Regions from separate parts of the Mus musculus genome. Here regions 1 and 3 are each linked to region 2. A link is a contact called in public HiCAR-type and promoter capture Hi-C data. All regions are on one chromosome and are shown on one strand. Each heading gives the region's core, a stretch centred on a gene start, on an enhancer-like site or on the middle of the called end of the contact. The rest is flanking DNA. Distances are from core to core; before and after follow the strand shown.

Region 1 (2,700 bases), core at 1-2,500, 2.1 Mb before region 2:
CGGTCACTACCCTAGCTCTGCTTGTCCGGTGGGAAGTGCTGGCGAGCGTTGCCTTAGGAGACTTGAGGTTTCCGGCTCAGCCACCGTCACCATTTTCAAGGAAGGAGAATTATACAGCGTGTGCATTAGGCCTTGCTGAGCTCCAGTTTGCCCTTTCAGCATCTGAGCATGGGCAAATGACTACGAAAACTGCTTGCAACTACTGTTCCTACGGAGGACAAGGAGAAAACAAAGGCAATAGTTTCACATTTTATCCCAGGATTCAGGCAGCGTTGACTTGGGGAGAGAGGCCTGGGCCAAAATTTGAAAGAGTGAGACTTATTCATGATTTTACCTGAATTGCTGCCAAAAAAGCGTACAAACCCTTCATTCCCTAAAAATAGCATCGTTCTTCAAGTGTAATTTGTTTACCTCAATTAAAAATAAAACCCACTTCTTAGTGTTATAAAGTGCTTATGAAGGTAAGGGTTGGCTGTACTAAAAAAAATCAAGCTTTTTATTTCTAGATCAATATGATGTGCTCTCAACATCTAATACCATGTAAAAGGAACCTTTTTACAACATCAATAGCAGGCAGGCATGTCTACTAAGAACCTCCTTTCCTGGAATCCCAAGGCTGTTTGATTTCTTTCGTTTTCACAAGAAGCACGATTATGACACCGTTCATTATAAACAAGGGGTTGAAAAATAGGACGAGATGGAAAATCTGGAAAGTAGCGAGTCATTTATTCACTTATAAAAACCAGGCAAACAAAAACAAGCAAATAAACAGACATTAAAAATACTCCAGCTACGGATCATCGTGGAAAGGAAAGAATTTAGTTATTTTGTGACATTTATTGAAGCTGGAGGGGGTGGCTTGTTGATTTTTTTTTTTTTAGAGAGAGAGAGAGAGAGAGAGAGAGAGAGAGAAAGAGTCTAATGTGTATTAGAGCCGAAACTACATCTGTTGCCATTTAGAAACTGGGAGATTCCATCCTGTTTCTGAGACCATGCTGCAGGTATTTTTGCATGGGCTTTCCAATGTGCAAAACAAACCACAAGTGTGTGTGTGTGTGTGTGTGTGTGTGTGTGTGTGGGCAGGAGTGGAGTGTGTGTGTGTGTGTGGGGGGGGGAAGCATCTGCTGAGGAGGAACCTGTTTCAGTTAGAATGAAACCCCCAATTAAAGTGTATCTGTGAGATGTGTCTGCTTTGGCTCAGTGCAGCAGACGGCAGCCCGTTCTTTAATTTACAGTTTCACGCCTAGGGATGGCAGCAGAGCAAGCTTCCAGCCCTCAGCTTTCTCTTTTTATGTTTTGCCTTTCAGCCTGGGCTTCTCCCCTGGAGTTGTTTAAGCGGTCAGGCTCCATCCTTGGCCATTATCTGCTTGCTTTTAGGACCTGGGTCACCTTATTAGTTGCCACTATGTCAGCCCAGATCGAAGCAGGCCAGGTCTGTATGATACAGAATCAATCAGTTGAAAGTGAAAAATGAAGCCAATTAGCTGATTGCGTGGGTGTCCCAGAGAGGCCTGACATCTGACTTTCCTCACCTGATCGGACAGTTCCTTGGTTCCCTGGTAGCTTAACCCCCAAGTTTGTGAAAGATGCATCACTATCTGGTGTGACTATGCATTTTAACTTTCTTTTGCCTCCTGCACCATCAACCTCTGAGCTTTCAATAGAAAATGGCCTCCCTGGAAGAACAGCCCAGATGCATCTTTGCAGAGCAGGCAGGGTTCCTGTTGAATTTGGCTCTATAGTTTTTGTTATTCAGTGCTTGGGGCTCTTTGCACTTCATCTTGTCTAGCAACGTAGAAGTTTTAATACAGGCTCATTACAGAAGATAGGTAGGTAAGTTGTTGAACACGTCTGTCTGTTCTTTTGTTTTTGGTAGGAGTAGGAGAAGCTTGGCATTAGTTCTGGGAATAGAGATAGACAAAGCAGGAAACACCAGGTAGAATTGAATATATGTATGCTTTCTTTCCGACTATTCCACAATTCTTAAAGTGATGACAGTGTTTAGATCCATAGAGATGTACCTAAGGCTTGCAACTGGGAGGAATCTACTTCCATTTCCAGCACCTACGTAAACATCACAGGCATGGTGGCATACTGTGGATGCAGAGACAGGAAGCTGCCTGGGGCTCACAGCATAGCCAGTTCAGCTTAGTGAGTGAACTCTGGAACAGTGTTGACAGTAGTGATGATGGTGCTGGTGAGCGTGATACCCGAGGCTGTCTTTTAGCTTCTGCATGCACACATGAGCATACTCACCCATGTATGATGTATGTCTGTTTACACATACATGACACAGTGCACAGTAACAAAAAGAAAGACTTGTCGGGACATACATCGGTTGCCACGGTCTTCCGGTAAGATGAGCTTCCTCTTGGTAGCTTTGGTTTGAAAATATCCTGCACCTTTATAAATTTCTATAGACACAAGATCACAGGATTTTGATTGTGGCTACTACTTTTTTTTTAAAATGCTGTTTCAAACACTTTACACCGGTATGACTCCTTTAGTCTCCATAACAACACGGGGTAGAGCCTTGTCTTGTTATTCCCATTTTACAGAGAATGCAAACAAGACAGAATTAAGTGCTAGTTAGGAGCAAGTAGTGGGGACTGGTTGGGCAGCCAGAGGCCAGCTTCCTCTTACTGTCTCCACTCCATTCCTCTCTGCAACACAAAAGCACTGTGAGGCTACACACCCATC
Region 2 (2,700 bases), core at 64-2,563:
GTAGATAAATTTTAAGCTCTAGATAGCCACCCTTAACTAACTTGGATACTATAGGTCTGGATCCCTCTTTTCCTTGTCACATGCCAACTTCCAGAGCCAGAATAATTCTCTCCTCATTGATGTATTAGTAGATGCTATATGCACCACTGTGTTTAGATATTAGATAGTTAAATCTCAAGAAGTATCAAGTGATGCACAATTCGCACTTATCTAAGTGTCTTGGTAGCTTATTTACTATGGAGAACGCCAAATACATATATCTGGGACATGATCTTGGAAATTTTTTTTCGGAGGTCTTTTTAGATCCAAGTTAAAAAATGCCTGCCATGGACCCTGCTTCTCTTCCAGTTCTCTCGATGTAAGATCAAGCAGCTGGAATAACCACTCCTGTCTCTGTGACAGCCTAAGGGTGGCTGTGTTGGGAGGGACGGATAGGCTGATTGGGCACAGGTGTGTACACAGGTGCCACGCCCCACCTGTTGCTGAGTGGAACCAGTATAGGAAGCAAGGCCAGCAGGGGATGGACAGGCCACTGGCTGTGTCCACGGGCTGTGATCACGTGCTCCTTACCTGCTAAGTTACAGGGTTGAACTCCAAAGTACGCGAGGTTTCTGTATACCAAGTTGCTCCTTCCTGGATGTTAAGGAAGTCTGTTTCTCAAAGGAGAATAAAACTCATTTTGTTGGCTTGTATAGTCTCTATAAACTTAAACATAGGGTAGGAGAACCCTGGTCTTGCAAATGTTAGGGTGGGGTCTGCGGTCTTTGGCATGAATAATAAAATTCAGCTTGGGTTTCTTGGCTGCTTCGTCACTGTTGCTCCAACTGGTTAACATCTGATCTACCTGTGGACTCAGAAATTTCGGTTGAATGGTCCCCATGCATCCTCAGCCTGCCCACAGCTGCTTCAGGCCAGGGGCAGCTTCCGAGTTCAGTTTATTGGGAAGAAACCTGTTTCTGGCTCTGGCGGATAATGAAACTTTCTACCATGGCCTTTCTTTGGAAAGATTGGTTTCAGGCTCTTTCCCCTCGTCAGGTTGGAGAAAGGAACTTCACCCCCTCCAGCCAGGGCTCTTAGGGGCGTGCAGGGCGGCTTTGTCTGCCAGGCGGCGGCGCCAGGAAACGTGGAGCAGAGCCGCAGGGCTGCTGGAGTTAGACTAGTCTAGAACTTTCTTCCGCTGGGTCCAGGAGCAGCGGAGTTCCGGCCAGGACCTGGGGGCGTGCCCGGGTCGAGGTCGGGTCGGCTGCGGGCCTGAGAGCGCGCGGGGCTGGGGTGGGAGGAGCGGTCGCGCGGGGAGGAGCCGGCGGGAGGAGGCGGCGCTCCCGCGGGCCGAGCGGCGAGCTGGGACCCGGCGGCCCTGACCCCGCGGCTCCGCGGAGGGCGAGCGCGGCCGCGGACAAAGGAGCATGTCGTCGCGAAGCGGGACCGATCCTCGGGCCGCCGGGAGGCTCGGGCCACCGCCAGGGCCGCCCCGCCCCGCCGCCGCCCGCTAGGCCGGTGCCGTCTCTCGGCCCCGCAGGCCCGGTCAGCGGCATGGAGCCGCCGCCGCCGCTGCTGCTGCTGCCGCTGGCGCTGCTCGCTCTGCTGTGGGGAGGAGAGCGCGGGGCCGCGGCGCTGCCCGCGGGCTGCAAGCACGACGGTCGGGCCCGGGGTACCGGCCGAGCGGCCGCCGCCGCCGAGGGGAAGGTGGTGTGCAGCAGCCTGGAGCTCGCGCAGGTTCTGCCCCCGGACACGCTGCCCAACCGCACGGTCACCCTGTGAGTAACCCACGACGCCCCGCTGCCCTTTCCTGGGCTTCCCTCGCTCCCGGGTGCGCGGAATGGGCGCGGGGGTCTCCCGGGTATACACGCTCCTTTGTGTGCGCGCGGCGGCGGGCTGGGGGTGGTGCTGGAGAAGCCCTGTGGCTTAGTGTGGGACCAGGGTGGCCCATCGCCTTCGCAACCGCCTCTGTTCCCCCTCTGCTAGTTTTGCAAAGAAAAGTTTTCGGGGTTCCCGGGAGCGTCCCATGCCATCCCTGCTTTTGCTGTGCTCCGGCCGCCGAATACCACGTGAAGATGCTAATAAACACTCAGTCGGTGCAGTCCAAGCTCATTCATCCTGGCTCGGGGCTTCTGGGGAACACCCTGTGTGCTCCGAAGTCTTCATCCTAACTGTGGAAATGAAGTTGCACCTGAGGTAGATCCAGTTTGCAGGACGCCACAGTTTAGGGTGGCTCTGTGTGGTCTCCAAACCTCTACGAAGCTCTCGTCGCTTTCTGCCTTACTTTTAGTGCTCTTTCAGAACAACTTTTAGAGTTACTAATTTCGGAGAAATGTAAGATAAAAGTTGTCCAAGTCCATTTCAGCCCCATACTGAAGTCGGAGAGCTCTCGGGAAAGCCAGGAACTTCGGGATTGAAAACAGTGTGTGTTGAGTGAGCCCTCCAGAGGTTGGAAGGACTTCGGGTTTTCAGTGTGGGTTTCCACCTGGAAGGAAAAGTTTGGTAACTCAACTGTGCTATAGGATCCAGGGTTCAGTCCTGGAAACGTGGTTCTTTGTGCCAGCTGGACAGAGCGGTTGGCCCAGTGACTTTAGATTCAGTTTTCTGTGAAAGATGAATTGGTCTGGAAAAGTTTGAGTCACAGTGTTTGTAGCGGGTATTTTGGCAGGCTGAAATCTGAGTCCCTGGGCGTCTTGCTTCCCTATGTTGTTTTGGTAGGTT
Region 3 (2,700 bases), core at 176-2,675, 2.1 Mb before region 2:
TTTACAAGGCTCAAGACTCTGCACAAGAACTTCAAGAGGACCCTCCTGTCTAGGAACTATAACAAGGAATACAACTGACAGGGGTGGAATTCTTCAGTAATGTAGGTACCTGAAAGATGCTCACAGGACTTTTCAGTGGCTCGTGTGTGTGTGTGTGTGTGTGTGTGTGTGCGCTCGAGTGCATGTGGGGGGGGGGGGAGGAGGGGGGAGAGGGAAGGAGTGAGGGAGGGAGAAAGACAGAGAGAGTCACTATATAGTTCTGGCTGTCCTGGAACTCACTACGTAAAACAAACTGACTCTGAACTCATAGAAATCTGCTTGGCTCTGCCCTCAGGAGTGCTGGGATTAAAGGTACTCACTACCATATCTAGCCTAACAGGTTGTCAATGTACATTTAGACAGTTGTGTTGGATATTGTGAAAGTTACAATATCATCTGTTGTGTTTCTGTTGTATTTAATCTTAGAGATTATCCTTCTGAGAATTTTCGAGGGACTAGAGCCAAGGAGCAGCAAAGGAGAGTCTTGACATGAAGTGATACCCTGTATTTGGGCTGATCCTTAGACCTCTTTCGCCCACACTTCTGGAAATGAATGTAATTGAGTATGCACAATGGCTGAAGGGAGAAAGATACACAACCTCTTAAGTGTCACCTTGCCTCAACAACTTGCCATTACAGTGGAGTCTTAATGGATGAGCTATTTGTTGATTTCCTTCAGTCCAGGTAACCATGTCTATAAAATGTCTTTCAGGGTTCACTCTACTAAGGAGCACAGCAACTAGGCATGCTGGGGCACGCCTTTAGTCCCAGCACTGGGAGGCAGAGACAGCCTAACCTCTGAATTCCAGGCTAGCCTCTTCTACAGAGCTTGTTTGTGGACAGCCAGAGCCACACAGAGAAACCCTGTCTCAAAAAACCAAACCAAACCAAACCAAACGAGGACAGAGATAGGGCTAATGTCTCTGAGTGCCTAATATGCACTCATATACACACAAACGGAGCAAGATTAGGGCAGAGGATTGGAGGCAAAATACAGTGCCCAGTGCGATTACCTCCAATTTTCTGAACCCTATACAAAACACCTATACCTTGAACAAATAGATGTTATCTGTTCTGGGGTGAATGGACAAAACGAGTCACAGTAATTAAAGTTAACATTTTTTCTCACCGCTACAGGGCATCTGGCGCAACAACTGCAAATTCTCGTTCTGGAGTTATAAATTGTGTCCTGCTTTGCCACTTGCCAGCTGTGTGATCTTGTTTTTCTTATCCTTCCTGAGCTTCATACCCTAAAAGCAAAAAGTATATACACAGCTGGATAGATTTCCTAAACAGGACTAGGCTTTTTCAACTTTCCCAACGAACTCCAGGCGGCAAGTGACAGCTTGAGGCGCGTTTCGGTCCTTAGCAGCAGCTCAGATCAGCTCTCAGAGAGACGCGAGGGGAAAGGGAGGAGCCCGCGGGAACTCAGAGCCATTTCAGCCAATCGCACAGCGGGCGGGACGGGAGTTCCCGCCTCCGGACGGCGTGCGCGCGCACCACGCCGGCACGCCCGCCGCGGAGGCGCGCACGCAGGCCCTGCCCTCGTCGCGGCCGCCATTTTAGCTCCTGGTTCGGGCCGCACGGAGCGGGCTGTGGTGGCGGGAGGGGTGGGGGTCCCCGCGAGTTGAGCCGCGGGCCTCTTGTGCGTGGATCCGGCTGCCGGAGTCTCTCTTCTTCCCTCCTTCCTAAGCGTCCGCTTCTGGGAGTGCGAGGATGTCCAAGAGGCATCGGTTGGACCTGGGGGAGGATTACCCCTCCGGCAAGAAGCGTGCGGGGACCGATGGGTAAGCCAGGCCGGGGCGCGCAGTCGCGGCTCGGGCTTTGTTGGATGGTGGCGGGGAGCAGGCCCGGCTGCCGAGCCTTTGTCTGCCGTCGGCCGGCTGGGGCGCGTGCCGAGTGTGTGCGGCCGGGGCGAGCGGCCTGTGGCGGCCACGAGGCCGCGGAACGGCGGGCGTGCGGAGCGGGCCGCGAGGCCTCGGTGCTCGCGTGAGGCCCGCAGCCGGAACCGGATGGCCAAGGGCACTGCCCCCGTGGGCGGCGGCGGGCGCTGTCTGTTTTGGGGGAGGATAGAGGCGAGCCGACCTCGGGGCGCACTGTTTGGCGGGAGACGAAGGGCCTTCTTCCATTGAGGCACTTCAGGAGAGGCCGTTGCCAACTTCCGCCCTCTGCCTGCCCTCCCGCCATCTCCTTTATTTCCTGCTTTGCTTAAAAGCCGGCTTTGCTTTTAAGTAGCATCACTGGGGTAGGCCTGTGAAAACACGTATTTCCCCCTCCGCTCTGGAAGTTATTTCTATCTCCTCCCCACTTTGGACGCACTTTTCAAAAAAGTGATCTTAAGCGTGTTTGAACAAACAACACCCACGTGCAGATTGAGAAAGGCTTACACCGATTCCTGGTCTGGCATTTTAGTTCCTTTTCTTAGACTTTTCGCAAAGACAGGGCATTTAGCAAGTAAGCAGTTGTATTATCATTTTCCAGTCTTTTCTTTCACAGTTCATACTTAAAATGTACTTTTGTTTATATTCCTACCCTCCCATTTTAATTAGTTGTATGTTTATGCTTCGGCAGTACAGGGATCTGTTGGGTTAATTAAAAAATATATCCACGGAAGTCCAAATGTCCAAAACAGTTGTAGGATTTTATCATTTTCTTATGTCT

Evidence for each region. Promoter capture Hi-C pulls out the DNA fragments that hold promoters and counts their contacts. HiCAR-type assays count read pairs that join an accessible place to other places.
Region 1: a contact with region 2 is called in a promoter capture Hi-C map of hippocampal neurons, with 2.6 times the contacts expected there. The contact joins the enhancer-like site here to the promoter of Adgra3 in region 2. A contact is called at or near these places in 4 of 39 promoter capture datasets (the 3T3-L1 cell line, embryonic stem cells, hippocampal neurons and 1 more) and 4 of 115 datasets of contacts at active chromatin or transcription factors (astrocytes, embryonic midbrain, forebrain and 1 more).
Region 3: a contact with region 2 is called in a HiCAR-type map of astrocytes, with 6 times the contacts expected there. The contact joins the promoter of 9230114K14Rik here to the promoter of Adgra3 in region 2. A contact is called at or near these places in 2 of 39 promoter capture datasets (embryonic stem cells and liver), 2 of 115 datasets of contacts at active chromatin or transcription factors (astrocytes and embryonic forebrain) and 1 of 9 other capture datasets (embryonic stem cells).

What each region holds. Positions count from the first base shown.
Region 1 is chr5:52,109,736-52,112,435 of GRCm38.p6, reverse strand. It overlaps a transcript of Ppargc1a not described here. Among named protein-coding and RNA genes, the nearest start is that of Gm40302, 19 kb to the left of the region's middle. Within about 2 kb of position 1,250, at least 11 of the 459 cell types and tissues checked have an H3K27ac peak or open chromatin away from gene starts, as enhancers often do. A contact at or near this core is called in forebrain and hippocampal neurons, where this site is marked.
Region 2 is chr5:50,057,609-50,060,308 of GRCm38.p6, reverse strand. It overlaps Adgra3 (adhesion G protein-coupled receptor A3), which reads left to right and starts at 1,313. Exons shown (of 19, transcript NM_133911.1): 1 at 1,313-1,757. The coding sequence starts at 1,534. It overlaps LOC115490186 (a long non-coding RNA gene), which reads left to right and starts at 1,766. Exons shown (of 2, transcript XR_003955916.1): 1 at 1,766-2,175.
Region 3 is chr5:52,189,406-52,192,105 of GRCm38.p6, reverse strand. It overlaps 9230114K14Rik (RIKEN cDNA 9230114K14 gene), which reads right to left and starts at 1,425. Exons shown (of 4, transcript NR_015537.2): 1 at 1,169-1,425. It overlaps Dhx15 (DEAH (Asp-Glu-Ala-His) box polypeptide 15), which reads left to right and starts at 1,560. Exons shown (of 14, transcript NM_007839.3): 1 at 1,560-1,826. The coding sequence starts at 1,756.